2 separate regions of the Mus musculus genome follow, and region 2 is linked to region 1. A link is a contact called in public HiChIP or PLAC-seq data. All regions are on one chromosome and are shown on one strand. Each heading gives the region's core, a stretch centred on a gene start, on an enhancer-like site or on the middle of the called end of the contact. The rest is flanking DNA. Distances are from core to core; before and after follow the strand shown.

Region 1 (5,919 bases), core at 2,525-5,024:
CACACCTAGCTTCAAATATTTAAAAACTACTGTTTTCTGTCCTGTCCTCTCCTGTCCTTTGAGTCCCCTCATGAGCCTGTTGATCTCTGTGGCTGTGTTCAATGTTTTCCCCTTTGCTATTGATAATTCCCCTTTTCAGAGCTCAGATGGCTTGCTTACCTTCAGGTTCACTGATTTTTCTAGCTGTTCAGCTGCTGTTGAGACCTTAGGGGAGAATTTTAATTGTTGTGCTCCTTTTTCAATCTCATAATTTATTTCTACCATTTAAAAAGATTCTCATCCTTATTGATGTTCTTTATTTGGCAAGACACAATGCTCATATTTTTTCTTAGTCATTTAGACATCTTTTCCTTTAGTCTTTGAACATATTTGAAGTGCTAGCTTAAAGTTTTGTTTAGTCAGGCAGTGCCCACACTTCCCTGGGGAAAGACTCAACTGTTTACTTTTGCCCCTGTGTGTAGACATACTTCGTTACATTTTTATAAGTCTTGCATCTGTTTTGTTGTTGAAAACTAGACTTTTTCTTTTTTTTACATTTATTATGTGTGTGCACCCAGGTATTCATGTGCCAAAAGTGTTAATATGGAAGTCAGAGAACAGAGAGCTTCTGCGTGTGTTCTCTCCTTCTACCATGTGAATATTCCAGAAATGAACTAAGATTGTCAGGCCTGGTCAAAAGGACTTTTACACACTAAGCTTTCTCAGCAACCCTCAAAGCAGACACTTAATGTAATGGAGGGAAACCAAGATTTGCTGTTATTTCTGCTGTGTAAAATAGTCTGAGCATAACACAGGACTTGAGCTAAAAGGCCTTCAAAGCCCAAAGTTCTTCAGAGAGGACTTCCTACTTGTTGGTGTGGAACTAATCTCAGGAAAGCCCATGGCTTGAGACCCCAGTGTATTGGGTAATGATGCCCTTTAAGGGTCCCCAAATACCATAGTAAGATCCCCTCCTACCCCCAAGGCCCTGCAATCTGTAGCTTTGGGCTTGTTCCTCAGAATTACTAGAGCATGTGAGCTTCAGATGTCAAGGTCAAAGATCCTAGTTCATGCCTGGGCAATCTTCTCTGGAGAACTAGATGGACAAATTGAAGCCATTTTCTAGCCTTTTAATCCATGCTCAGAACCAAACAAGAATGATGCCCAAACTGCTTTAAGCTGGAATGATCAGTGCCTCAGACTGTATTAGCCAGGGGTGTCAGAGCTGTCTGCAGTAGGTAAGGTCACAAAAATTCAAAGGAAGGCAGGAGTAATGGTCAAGAGAGATCTTTCCTGGGAAATGGCACACCTAGGAGGGCTCCTAATCCTTTCCTGGTGAATTTGGGGTTGGCAGTAAGGTGATGAGACCAGAGGTCAGTCATAGGTGCCTCTGGCCATTTCCAGACTGTACAGTTCATCTGAGAGGAGCACTAAGACAACACTAAGGCCCTCCAACCCCCAGCCCCACCAGCTGTTCCAAACTGTCCATCTGTGCAAGAAGCACCCATGAAATGGCTACTTGGGTACAGTGTTGTCACAAGAGTGTGCAATTTGAATACTGCCAGGCCTGGGTTTAACTGCAGGCTTTGGCATTTAACCACTGTGGTAAGTTGGCTGAGTTGTTAAGATTCTCTGAGCCTTAGTTTCTATATTGGTCGAAGAGGTTATTAGCCTTGGGTTTGCAAGACTGTAGTAGGGGATTGGATTGCATTTTTAAAGAGTGTGTCACACATACCTGGTAATTAGTGAGTACTTTTCTGGCAGCCTTGGAAAAGAGAGAAGAATAAACCACTTCCTCACTTCATGTAACCTTTCTCTATAGCCTTCTCTACCTTTGTCTGCCTGAAAGCCTGGTTTAGGGTCTGTATTATGAGTTGTCACAGCACCTGTATCTTCCTACCTTCATTTGTTATTGATGACTAGAGACTTAGCTGGGTAGTTGCTTGATTAATCCCTGTTTCCTAGAGTGACTTTTTAAAAAAGTATGCCTTTTTAAAATTTTTCTTTTATATACTTAAAAATTTAAATTATGAGTGTGCATGTGTATGTGTGTGTGCATGTGTGTGTTTATGAGACAGACAGATGAGAGAGAGAGAGAGAGAGAGAGAGAGAGAGAGAGAGAGAGAGAGAACGAGAACATGTGTGTAGGTCCAAGTACAACTTGCAGAAGTTGGTTCCCAGGGATCCGACTCAGGTTGTCAGGTTGAACTAACCAAAATCTTAGCTCTCTCTATATTTCAATTTTTCCCTTAAAAGGAGCAAGTTGTATATGGGTGGATTAAGTGATTTGCAGGCAAGAAAGATTGATAAAAGCAACTTGTTTACCAATATTGCCTTCACCGTGTCTTTCTTCCCTCTTCTTGCTGTTTCCAGTGAGGATACTTGAGGATGCTTAAGGATGCTCTTTTCTGTAGCACTAGGTTTCCCCTGAGCTCAGTCTGCAGCACTGTGCTCTGTGTTTCTCCCTTCAGCTCAGCAGCCTCTGTTCAGGCTACTTGCCACTTGAGGCAGAGTTCTTCCATAACTCCCAGTCTCTTTGCAGCAGCATCACCAAAAGATGTGCTGGGATGTTCTTTGATTTCAGAGTTGGAGTCAGAACAGAAAAAGAAAGCTGAAGGAGGAGGTTTCTTGGATATATTGGGATCCTTAAATTTTTTCTTCTTGCAGTACTGGAGACCAAACCCAGCACCTTGTGCATGCTAAACAGGTGCTTACCACTGACCTACAACCTCAGCCTTCCCATGTAAGAGGCCCTCATCTCTCCCCTCCCTCCCACCCTTCATCCTCCCCTCTCTCCCTTCTTTCTCCCCCCCCCTCTTTTTTTTTTTTTTTTTTTTTTTTTGCCCCTCCCGTCTCTCTTCAATGTTTTGAACTCACTAATGCAGCCTAGACTGGCCTTGAACTTGTGATCCTCCTGATTCAGCGTCCTCAGCTGGATTACAGGCATGCATCACCATGCCCAGATCCTAGTTTTCATGTCTCCTTCCTGCTGGCCTTGCGATATCTTCAGATTTTTCTTCTCTTTGGAGAACATGCTTGCACTTTGGTGACAAAAGCATAGGGTGTTTCTTCTTGCACTCCCCCTGGTGACTTTGCATTATGACATTTGTCCTTGCTTTGCAGGGTCCTTTGTCTTTGTTGTTTCTTCCCTGAGAAGGCACTGAGCCCACTCTTCACTTGCAGCCCTGTGTCCCTGGGACTCAGTGTACTGCAGTGGCTGTTATCCATAACCTCCTCAGACTTCCAACTACCAGGCATGGTGCTGAGAGCCTGGACTCTAAACAGAGCCATGGGGATCGGCCTGTGGGATTTTCTGTGGTCTGTGGCAGCTGAGGTGGAGAGAGCCAGTCACTCTATGTTCAGGAGCTGGCATGAACTACTCTGCTCCCTCAGCAATTCCAGCATCCAGGACAGCAGAGTCTGGTCACCCGCTACCCTCAACAAACTAAAAAGGAAACCCAAGGAACAAATGTGCTTCACTGACAGAGGGGCCTGCCCTGGGAAATCGGGACTTTCCTCCAGAGCTGCAAAGTCACTACACTCCTCTACTAACTTTAGGGCCTTCTATAAGGGGCCATGGGACACCCACCAGTGTCCCCTCTACCCTCTTGCAGAGGCCCACGGTCTGCAAGAGGTTAACCTCAGGTTTCTTCCTAGTTGCTTCTGATTCATTTTCCTGCCTCTGGCCGGATAGAGGTTTAGAGGTTTGGCTGAGCCCTGCTGCTCAGATCTCTAAGCTAGAGTTCTTAACTCTGCCTGTGAAACAGTAATGGAGGGCATCTTACCCTCCAGCATTCTATCAGCTCCGCCCACCAGCCATACATCTCTATTACACAACATCAGATGGTTCACCTAGGGTAGAACTCCAGCTCTGTCACTTAGCTGGCAGAACAGTCAGGCCCTGATGGCCCAGCATGTGTCCAGAGGCTCACACTTAAATCACTGAGGTGTCTTGATAATTCTGGCACCTGGTACCTGAGCCTCACCCTGAGATTCTGATTGTGTAGTAGGGCAGGATTTAGATATCAGGATTTTTGGAAACAACCCAGATAATTCGACATTAAGTCAGGGTTGGGCACTTCTCTTCTAAAACTTTGTCCATTATATTGCCTGAAACAGGAAAGCCCCTGTTGTCTAAGTTTTGCCAGGGGTGGGGGCTGGGGGGTATTTGTGCCTACCAGGACCTTTACCTGCTCTGGTCCACTCTGACACATCTCCCCAGGGAAGTCCCTATCTTTGGTTTCCCTCTACTAATAGGAAGAACGAACAGGTCTAATACCTCTCTGCAATCGCAGCTTCTCTCCTTACTAGGCTTGTTCACTTTCCAGCCTACTAGCACCTAAATACATCAGCACCCTAATGGACCTGCCCTCTCTCCCTCCCCTGGACAGCAGGGATCTGTGGTCCTGGAGATGGATTCCTCCTTTCAGACCCCTGGGGCCCTTGGAAAGAGCCCAACCAGCCATTTTCCCAGGCTGGGCTGGGTTGGGCTTGAGGTGGTGTGGTGGGGGTAGCAGCCAGGCCTGAGGTTTTGGCTGCTTTCTGTCCTTTTCCTATTAAACAGATATGCAGATGAATGCCTTTGGACATCAATAGTACAGAAGGCTTTAGAAACAAGACTGGAATCGGGAGAAAGCTTTCTCCATGCACCTTGAAAAAAATCTCTGAGCTGGCTCCCTCCCACCTACTGTTGTTGCCCACGCCCCAAAAACAAGTTTTCCCATGACTCACACGTGGCAGCTTGTGCACTTCTTTTATTATTAAATATAAAAGCAGCTTCCTATTTTTTAAATAGATATTTAAATGACCTTATATAAAATAATTCACCACTTCCAAGTATAAAAAACGCAGTCTCACAGTTTGTGAGGCAGTGCTCCCTCTGAGCTTTCTCAGAGGAGAGAAGGGTTCCTAATGCACACAGGGGCGGCTCCAAAGGTGGATTTGAGGCTCCCCTGCTCCGATGTAACCAGGCACCCACAAAGAGCTTCTTGCAATGGGTTGGATTTTCTCTTCTGTCTTTAATAATATATGTTTAAGGTGGAGGGGTAGAGAATGCCTTGTTTTGTTTTGTTTCTGTGTTTTTCCTTCTATTTTAAAATATGTATTTTCTAGCATGGAAATAGTCTGTAACCAGAAGGCTAAGTAAGCCCCACAAGAAAGTCTCCAGTGTCCTTCCCCCCTGCTGTCTCAGGACAGGGCTGATGGAGCTTACAGACCACTCTCCTCCCAGATTCATGGCCTGAAAGATTATTGACCCAGTAGCCAGGGAGGGCAGGAAAGGGGGACTCAGCAGCATAAAGAGACCAAGGGGCAAATGAGAGCCCTGTCACCCATGCCCAGGTCACCACAGACAAGCCTGGCCTGGGAAACAGAGGGCATCAGAACAAGTTGGAAGTAAACAACCCTTTTTTTTTTTTTTGACCCTTCTCTAAACCTGGCTTGCTTGGCTAGAGATGGCACAGTATGGTAGGTGAGACTGGGAGGGTACCCTTGCCTACCTGGGTCAGGTCTGGAGAACAAAGGTCAGAAGAGGGTGGGGTTGGAGCATGGAGCTCAGTCCCCAGAGCTTGTGACAGGACAACCTGCTTAGCTCCAGGTTTCAGACAACAGGAAGGAGGCTGGCTGAGGGGCTAGAGTATAGAGATCAATTTCAAGCTTAGGGGTGCACACATATTTTCAAGACCCATTCTCATTCATAGCTCTGCCTGTGGCCTTTGTCTCTGCCTCCCCTTCCTCTCTCCCTTCCACTAGTCACTTCCCTCCTGGGAATGTCAAAGTGCAAGATGCAGAAACCTGGGCAAGGAACACAGCCCAAAGACCAGCTCTGACTGGTAGCCCAGGCGGTTCTCCCACAGCTTCACCCTGGACAATCAAAGGCTGAGGCAGGGGAAGGTTGGGGCTCAGGGGCTCCCTCAGTCAACACGTGAGGCCAGCTCAGTG
Region 2 (6,501 bases), core at 3,071-5,570, 280 kb after region 1:
ACACACAAGCTAAGCTAAGGCACTGCTCTTTCTCCATCCACCCACCCCACAGTGGTGCCAACTCTTGCCGTTTGCCAGGACACCCAACCTGAACCAGGACCAGACTGATTAGACCAAGCTGAGAAAGGCTAGGGGTTTCAGTGGTGAGTGCTTGCCCAGTAAGCACAGGACCCTAGGGTTAGCCCTCAGCTCTGGGGAGAGAGGGGGAGAAGGAGGGAGGGGGAAAGAGAGAGAAAGAGAGGGAAGGAGGACTCAGCAGCCCTGGGGAATTTCACAAGTATCTCACAGACTGGCTTTCCACAGCTCTCTGAAGACTCAGTCCCAAGATGGCAGTGTTGTGCATGCCCCCTGAGGCCCAACATGAACCTCATCTAGAGGAGAATGCCAGAGAATAATAGTGAAGAAAAAACTTTGACCCCATTTCACAGACAGGCCCTGGGACATGAAAGAGGAGAAGAGTGTAGAGGAGGAAACAACTCACCAGCACACACTCACACCAGCACACACTCACACCAGCACACACTCGCACCAGCACACACTCAGGCTAAATTTCCCCTAACATGGAAGGCACTCACAAGTCTACTCAGTGAGGTGCCACCTTCAGCCCTGGGTTCTCAGTGCTCTACAGATCAGTTCTAGAGCCCTGGGCTCTCAGCACTCAAGTCTGGACTTTCTTCCATCTGGCTATGTTACATTAGCTCTGCCTCTTTCACTCCCCTAATGCCAAGACCCACACACTATCAACATGCACAGCCTTGCCAGGGATCCCAAACAGGAGAATGAGGTTGTGCAAGGGCCTGAAGCTTTTTCTTTTGACCCAAGGCAGGGGCAGTCACTGAATGCTGCCCCAGATCCCAGTGCAGCTGCAGGTGCAGAGACCTTGGGCACATGAGTACCCTCTGTAGTACCAGGCTCCTTATCTGTCCAATGGGACTCAGAATCGCATCAATCTTTTGGAATTTTGAAGGGATAAATATTGCCCAATATGCTTCTTTACAGAAGCTCAGAAAATCCTGGTTATTTTCCTAGTCTTGGGACTAGAAAGCATCATGGACCCGAGAAAGAAGACAACCCAAGGGGAAGCAGGATCAGGGCATCACCTCGAAGCGGGCCAGGAAGTCCCTCAGGTTTGGGAAGGCGTCCAGGCACTTGGGCTCAAACATACGGTACTGGTCAAGAATGTCATAAGCAAGGAAATCCACATAGGTGACCTGCAGGAAGCCAAGGGTGAGCGCTCTGGAATCTGACACCAGGGAAGGATGGCAACCCCTCCTCCCCACCCCTCCCTTTACCTTGTCCCCTGCAAACCATGGCCTCTTGCCCAGGAACTCAGAGTAGAGCTTCATTTTCTCAGGGATGGTCTTCAAGAACTCTGGCTTCTGCTTCTCCTGAGGCAGAGAACAGCTGGCTGTCACCACCTTTAGACTCAGGCTCCCCAGCAAAGGGTTTGGCAATGGAACAGCCACCTTTCCAAGAAAGGGCCAGGTCCTAGTCTAGGAGTCCATTTAACAGGTCACGATTTTACTAATGACAGAATTCATGCCAGAGGTGATGGACAGCCTGGCAGAAATTTCACACTGTCTCTGAAATCTGTCACCACTGAAGTCCAAACCAGGTGCTGTGAGTCACACCCAGAACCTCCTGAGTATCTAGCATGCTTTGGCCTCAGAGACCCAGCGGAACTACAGAAACAAAGGGCACAGAGACACCAGGAGAAGACAGTTATACTGGATCCACCGGGGAGCAGGAGAACAGATCAGATATTTGAAGGATGTGCTTCAGTTTTAATCAGTGATTAATACCGAAAGGAAAAGGACTCAAAGTTCCTCTGGCTGACCCTGAGCTGGCTACTAGGAAGATGTCCTGCTTTTCTATTGGTACCTAAGACAGACCTGTGGGGAAAGAACTGGGTAGATGTGTGAGACCAGTGTAGACATAACTTATTTACTTACTTGAGTCTGGAATACACAGACTCAAGCTATGAGGAGAAGAGATACACCATGGGCGATGGTAATGCCACCTTCCTGGTCAGACATCTGCTTCCTTATCACTTAGGGAGTATACTGGTGCCTGTTGGTGCATGGGGGTCCAATGTTGATGCCAAGTGTCTTTCTCAATCACTGTGCACCTTATTTCTGAGACAGGGTTTCTTAGTAAATCTAGAGCTCAAAGAACAACTAGCCTCAGTGGTCAGCAAAACCCAAGAAGCCCTCCTCTCCTCCCAGAGCACTATATTTATAAGACCAGGCTGCCACACTGGGTGTGTGTGTGTGTGGGGGGGTGTTATAGGGTGCTAAGAGTTCATATTGAAGCCTTCATGTTATGTAGCAAGCACTTTTACTCCACATCCCCTAATTTCATCCTGGGGGCTTTTGGTATAAACACTGGGTAAGACGGCACATTGGAAGAGACCAATGGACAGATTTAGCAGAGATTTACAGCTGTACTGAATAACTTAGATCAACTGTCCACCAGCAGAACCTTAACCATATCCTAAGACCAGCAGGGATAGTTTCACTGTGTTGATGTGATAGATCTCAGGGGTGACAAGGGTCATCCTGCTGGTAAGATCAGAAAGCTTAGAGAATCATTACCAAAGGAGGATGCTACAGATCTGAACGTGAGACTTTAACTCCTGCTGTGAACCCTGTCTGCCGCACCCACTGGCCACTCACAAAGTCAGGGTTGTAACAGAGCATGATGAGCTGCATGCGGGTGTCCATGACCTGGTTCTCCACAATGTCTGCACGGATCCTCTCCTCCTCTGTCTCTCCATCTGCAGCACACACAGTACACTAGGCATCCCAACCTTGCCAAGCCGAGGAGATTATCCCCCATCTCCCACCCTGTGGCCAGCCCCACTCACCCAGGTGGTGCTTTCGGGCAAGGTAGCGCAGGATGGCATTGCTCTGGGTGATCTTGTGTGATCCATCGATCAAGTAAGGCAGCTGGATGGACAAGCAGGGAGGGTCAGATGGGATATGGGGTACCTGAATCCTTTCTCTGGGTGAGAGAAGACACAGGGCCTGACAGTGTGCCTGCCATGGGAAGCCCTCCATGGGCACAGTGTGCACTGAATGAGAGAGCTGGGGCACAGCCCATCACAGAACACTGTGCAGCCAGCAGGGATGGAGCAGGAGAGCAGAAACACTGATCCTAAACCCTCAGCCAGGCCAGGAGATGAGGTGAGATCACCGTGTCTTCCCCAAACCTCTCCTCCCCTGCACCTACATTGGGAAAGTCCAGGCCCAGCTTGAACTTCTCATTCAGCCACTGGCTTCTGTCAAAGTCGGGAGCTGTAAACAAGAAGATGTGAAAAGGCATTACCCCACTGTCCCACCCTTCTACAGATTATCGACCAGTAGCAAGAACCCCTAAGGCAGGGCCTCTGCAACCTGTTACAGAGAGTTACTTTCCAATGTGGAGAAGGGTCTGAATAACAACTGATAATAAAGGCAGCCTGGACCCAATAAGACCCCAGTAGTGAATTCTGTCGAATTATAAATACAAATGGACCAAGGAACTCCATTCTCCATGATCTATATTGGAAAATCAAACTGCACTCTCAAAGAGGTTTCTGGAAGCAGCAGCCTCTATCTTTAGCTAGAGGGAGACCAGCAGGGCTAAATAACGGGAAATCTAGGCATAGTTTGATAGGTAAGAGGGAAGCAGGTGTCTGACCAGGAAGGTGGCATTACCGTCACCCATGGTGTATCTCTTCTCATCATAGCTTGAGTCTGTGTATTCCAGGAGCATGCGGATCGGGTGTGTCAGCTGGGAGAGATGACCAGAAGAGACAGAGGTCAGACATTGTGGGGACTTCTTTGTATGACTTCATCTTCACCCGTTGAGACCTCCCACACTGCACAAACGCCGTCACCCCGCACGTGCATGTGCACACCACACACATACGCGCGCGCGCACGCACACACACACAGCCACCCAAGTGCGTAAACTGAGCGCTGAGAGCTACAGGCAGGAGATTCCAGTGAGAGCTGAAGAGTACCCGCTGTAGGAAGGGCTCCTGCTCTTAAGAACTTTCTGCTTCACATCCCAGTCCCACCCTCCAAGTGGACCCCTCTCTCACTCCGCGGACGTTCCAGTATCCCAGTATCATAGGCATGGTGCTGGTGCTGTGGTCTTCTCAAACTGGCTTCAGCAGGACTGACCTGTGTGTTTGGAGTTGTGACTTTATACAGACTACTAGAGAAACGTGGGCAGGACAAAACAGCGGGTCCCTCCCAACCCTGCACCAATCCCAATTAGGCACTCCCCTTCCTAGGTCTGTAACCAGAGCAGCAGACCCTAAAGCGGAAGGCAGAGGCCACACCCTCTCCGGGAGAGGCGGGGTTAAGATCCTTAGCGGCCTCTGTCCCGGGATTCTGTTTTGCACACGCTGAAACAGAATCTGCTCTCCTGCTTCCCCCGAAACCCTCTTAGCGACTGCCGCCATCGCCGCCTGCTGGATGCTCCCTAGACTAGCTAGCACTTTGCCTGGAGTCTGGCCAGACAGCGAAAGAACATTGGGTGGGTGTTCTCCCGCCTTCCTTTCTTTTGCAGAGCTCGGTTTTCACACCCAGACTGTGGGAATCTGTCATTGGGGAGGCTCAACTCTCAGCTTAAAGACAAAAAGGCGAGAGCCCCCGACCTGAGAGTTTAATGTAGCACTTATCGTCATGGAAAGAACTCTGTCAGTCTGACAGGTACCGGATTTTTGCGCACACAGCCTCAAGTTACAGGAACAGTCGGTGACATGGAAACAACCCCAAGGCAGAGATAAACAGGGCTCCGTATTTTCCTTTAGGGGGTTTGAGAACTGTTATCAGTTATTAAAAAACTAATCTGTATTTTGGCCGTGTTTATGAATCTAAATTCAAGTACCAACCACAGAGGGGCCGGAAGTTTGAGGGAAGCCACAGCTGTGGACAACAGTCAGCTGACAAAACCCAGCAGAGCACAAGGGAGAAAAAGAGCCCACGCTGGGTTGTGCCATAGAGAGGGAGAGCATGTGACCCAAGAAGTTTGCTTTCAAGGGATACCAGGATGCTGTACACATGGGAGCCCAAAGCAAGACCCTCAGCTGTCCCTAAATGCAGGACCTGGCCCAGGCTCCGGACATGCGTTTGTATATGACAGGGTGGCTCAAATGACCTTTCAGGTTACCCTGAGATATATAGTAGTATATCCTTCACAAGTAGTATATGCCCTGTAGTATTACCTTCACAAGGTCAATGTCCTCCCAAGAACACTGTCCTACCTGTTTACTTTCTTTTTTGCAGACAACCAAGAGGCTTGATGGAAGGGGAGACTAAAATGAGTTTACAAGTCAAAGGCCAAGGCTGTTGCTCTGCAGGACGTACATTTTGGGATTAAATCATCCTTTACTGGGACTACGGGGTATGAAGGCAACATATCATGTCACCCACATAGGAGCTGTGCAGTGAGGTTGCAGGGGGCAAGCAGAGGCCATCTCATCCTAGGACATTAAAGAAACCACATGTTCTGCAGGTCTTGGTGAGGATGCACGAAAAGTGACCATGTCACTGGGGCTTTAGCAGCAGTTTGGTGGGAACTACAGGGACATATTTTGCAAGTATGAATGAGGCACTTCAGCAGATTGTCACACACTGTGGGAAGTAGAGAAGGAGGAGTGGAAGAAAGCAGAAGGAATCCATACTGTCTAGGACAAGGACTCAGAGGGCCTGGGAAGGGAGCCAGAGCCCTGGAGCCCTTCAGAGGACAGAATCTATCTGCAGACAGGGATAAGGGCTAGGACAGCAAGTTCTCAATGCAGGGTCCCCAGAGTCCGAGATCATTGTCCCTTTGAATGAGAAAGGTCCCTGAAAGGCAGCAGGGAACTGTGGGGACTGGAGACGTGGAGAGATCTGAAGCTAGGAGTCACAGCCAGTGCTGTCTTGGAGAATTTAATCCCAGCGTTGGTCACTGATCCTCTGGGTGTCTCTGTGCACTGTCACAAGTTCACAGTGCAGCCAGCCCTAGTGTCTTAAAAGGACACTGTACAGGAAAAAAATCTAAATGTGCTGGAGGAAATTTGGCTTATAACCTATAGAGTGACATCTGAGATGGATTCCGTAATTTCTTCCAGGCCAATGGGTGACATTCAACATGGTCCATGCAAAACCACAGAATTCTATAAATAATGGCTTTAAAAATTTTAAAACTCGGGGTGGGGGTGAAGAAGGGGCCGGCCTTCGAGTGACAGCGGCGCAAGATGTCAGCCACCACAGGCTCGGGAGTAAAAGTCCCTCAAAATTTCTGACTGTTAGAAGAATTGGAAGAAGGACAGAAAGGAGTAGGCGATGGCACAGTTAGCTGGGGTCTGGAGGACGACGAGGGCATGACACTTACAAGATGGACAGGCATGATAATTGGGCCTCCACGAACAATCTATGAAAACCGAATATACAGCCTTAAGATAGAGTGTGGGCCTAAGTACCCAGAGGCACCCCTGTCTGTAAAATTTGTAACAAGAGTCAATAT

Evidence for each region. HiChIP or PLAC-seq counts read pairs in DNA pulled down with a chosen protein or histone mark.
Region 2: a CTCF HiChIP or PLAC-seq map of the NIH/3T3 cell line shows a contact between it and region 1, with 9 read pairs. The contact joins the promoter of Gstm1 here to the enhancer-like site in region 1. A contact is called at or near these places in 2 of 39 promoter capture datasets (cranial neural crest and frontonasal cranial neural crest), 1 of 15 datasets of contacts at CTCF or cohesin (the NIH/3T3 cell line), 1 of 484 Hi-C or Micro-C datasets (the HL-1 cell line), 2 of 115 datasets of contacts at active chromatin or transcription factors (the NIH/3T3 cell line and astrocytes) and 1 of 9 other capture datasets (adipose tissue).

Annotation. Positions count from the first base shown.
Region 1 is chr3:107,736,342-107,742,260 of GRCm38.p6, forward strand. Csf1 (colony stimulating factor 1 (macrophage)) reads right to left here. Exons shown (of 9, transcript NM_007778.4): 9 at 4,707-5,919. All of the region lies in intron 1 of Gm40121 (a long non-coding RNA gene), which reads left to right. Among named protein-coding and RNA genes, the nearest start is that of Csf1, 21 kb to the right of the region's middle. Within about 2 kb of position 3,775, at least 189 of the 459 cell types and tissues checked have an H3K27ac peak or open chromatin away from gene starts, as enhancers often do. A contact at or near this core is called in the NIH/3T3 cell line and astrocytes, where this site is marked.
Region 2 is chr3:108,013,653-108,020,153 of GRCm38.p6, forward strand. Gstm1 (glutathione S-transferase, mu 1) reads right to left here and starts at 4,321. Exons shown (of 8, transcript NM_010358.5): 1 at 4,088-4,321; 2 at 3,699-3,774; 3 at 3,232-3,296; 4 at 2,867-2,948; 5 at 2,676-2,776; 6 at 1,293-1,388; 7 at 1,101-1,211. The coding sequence starts at 4,123. It also overlaps the pseudogene Gm12502.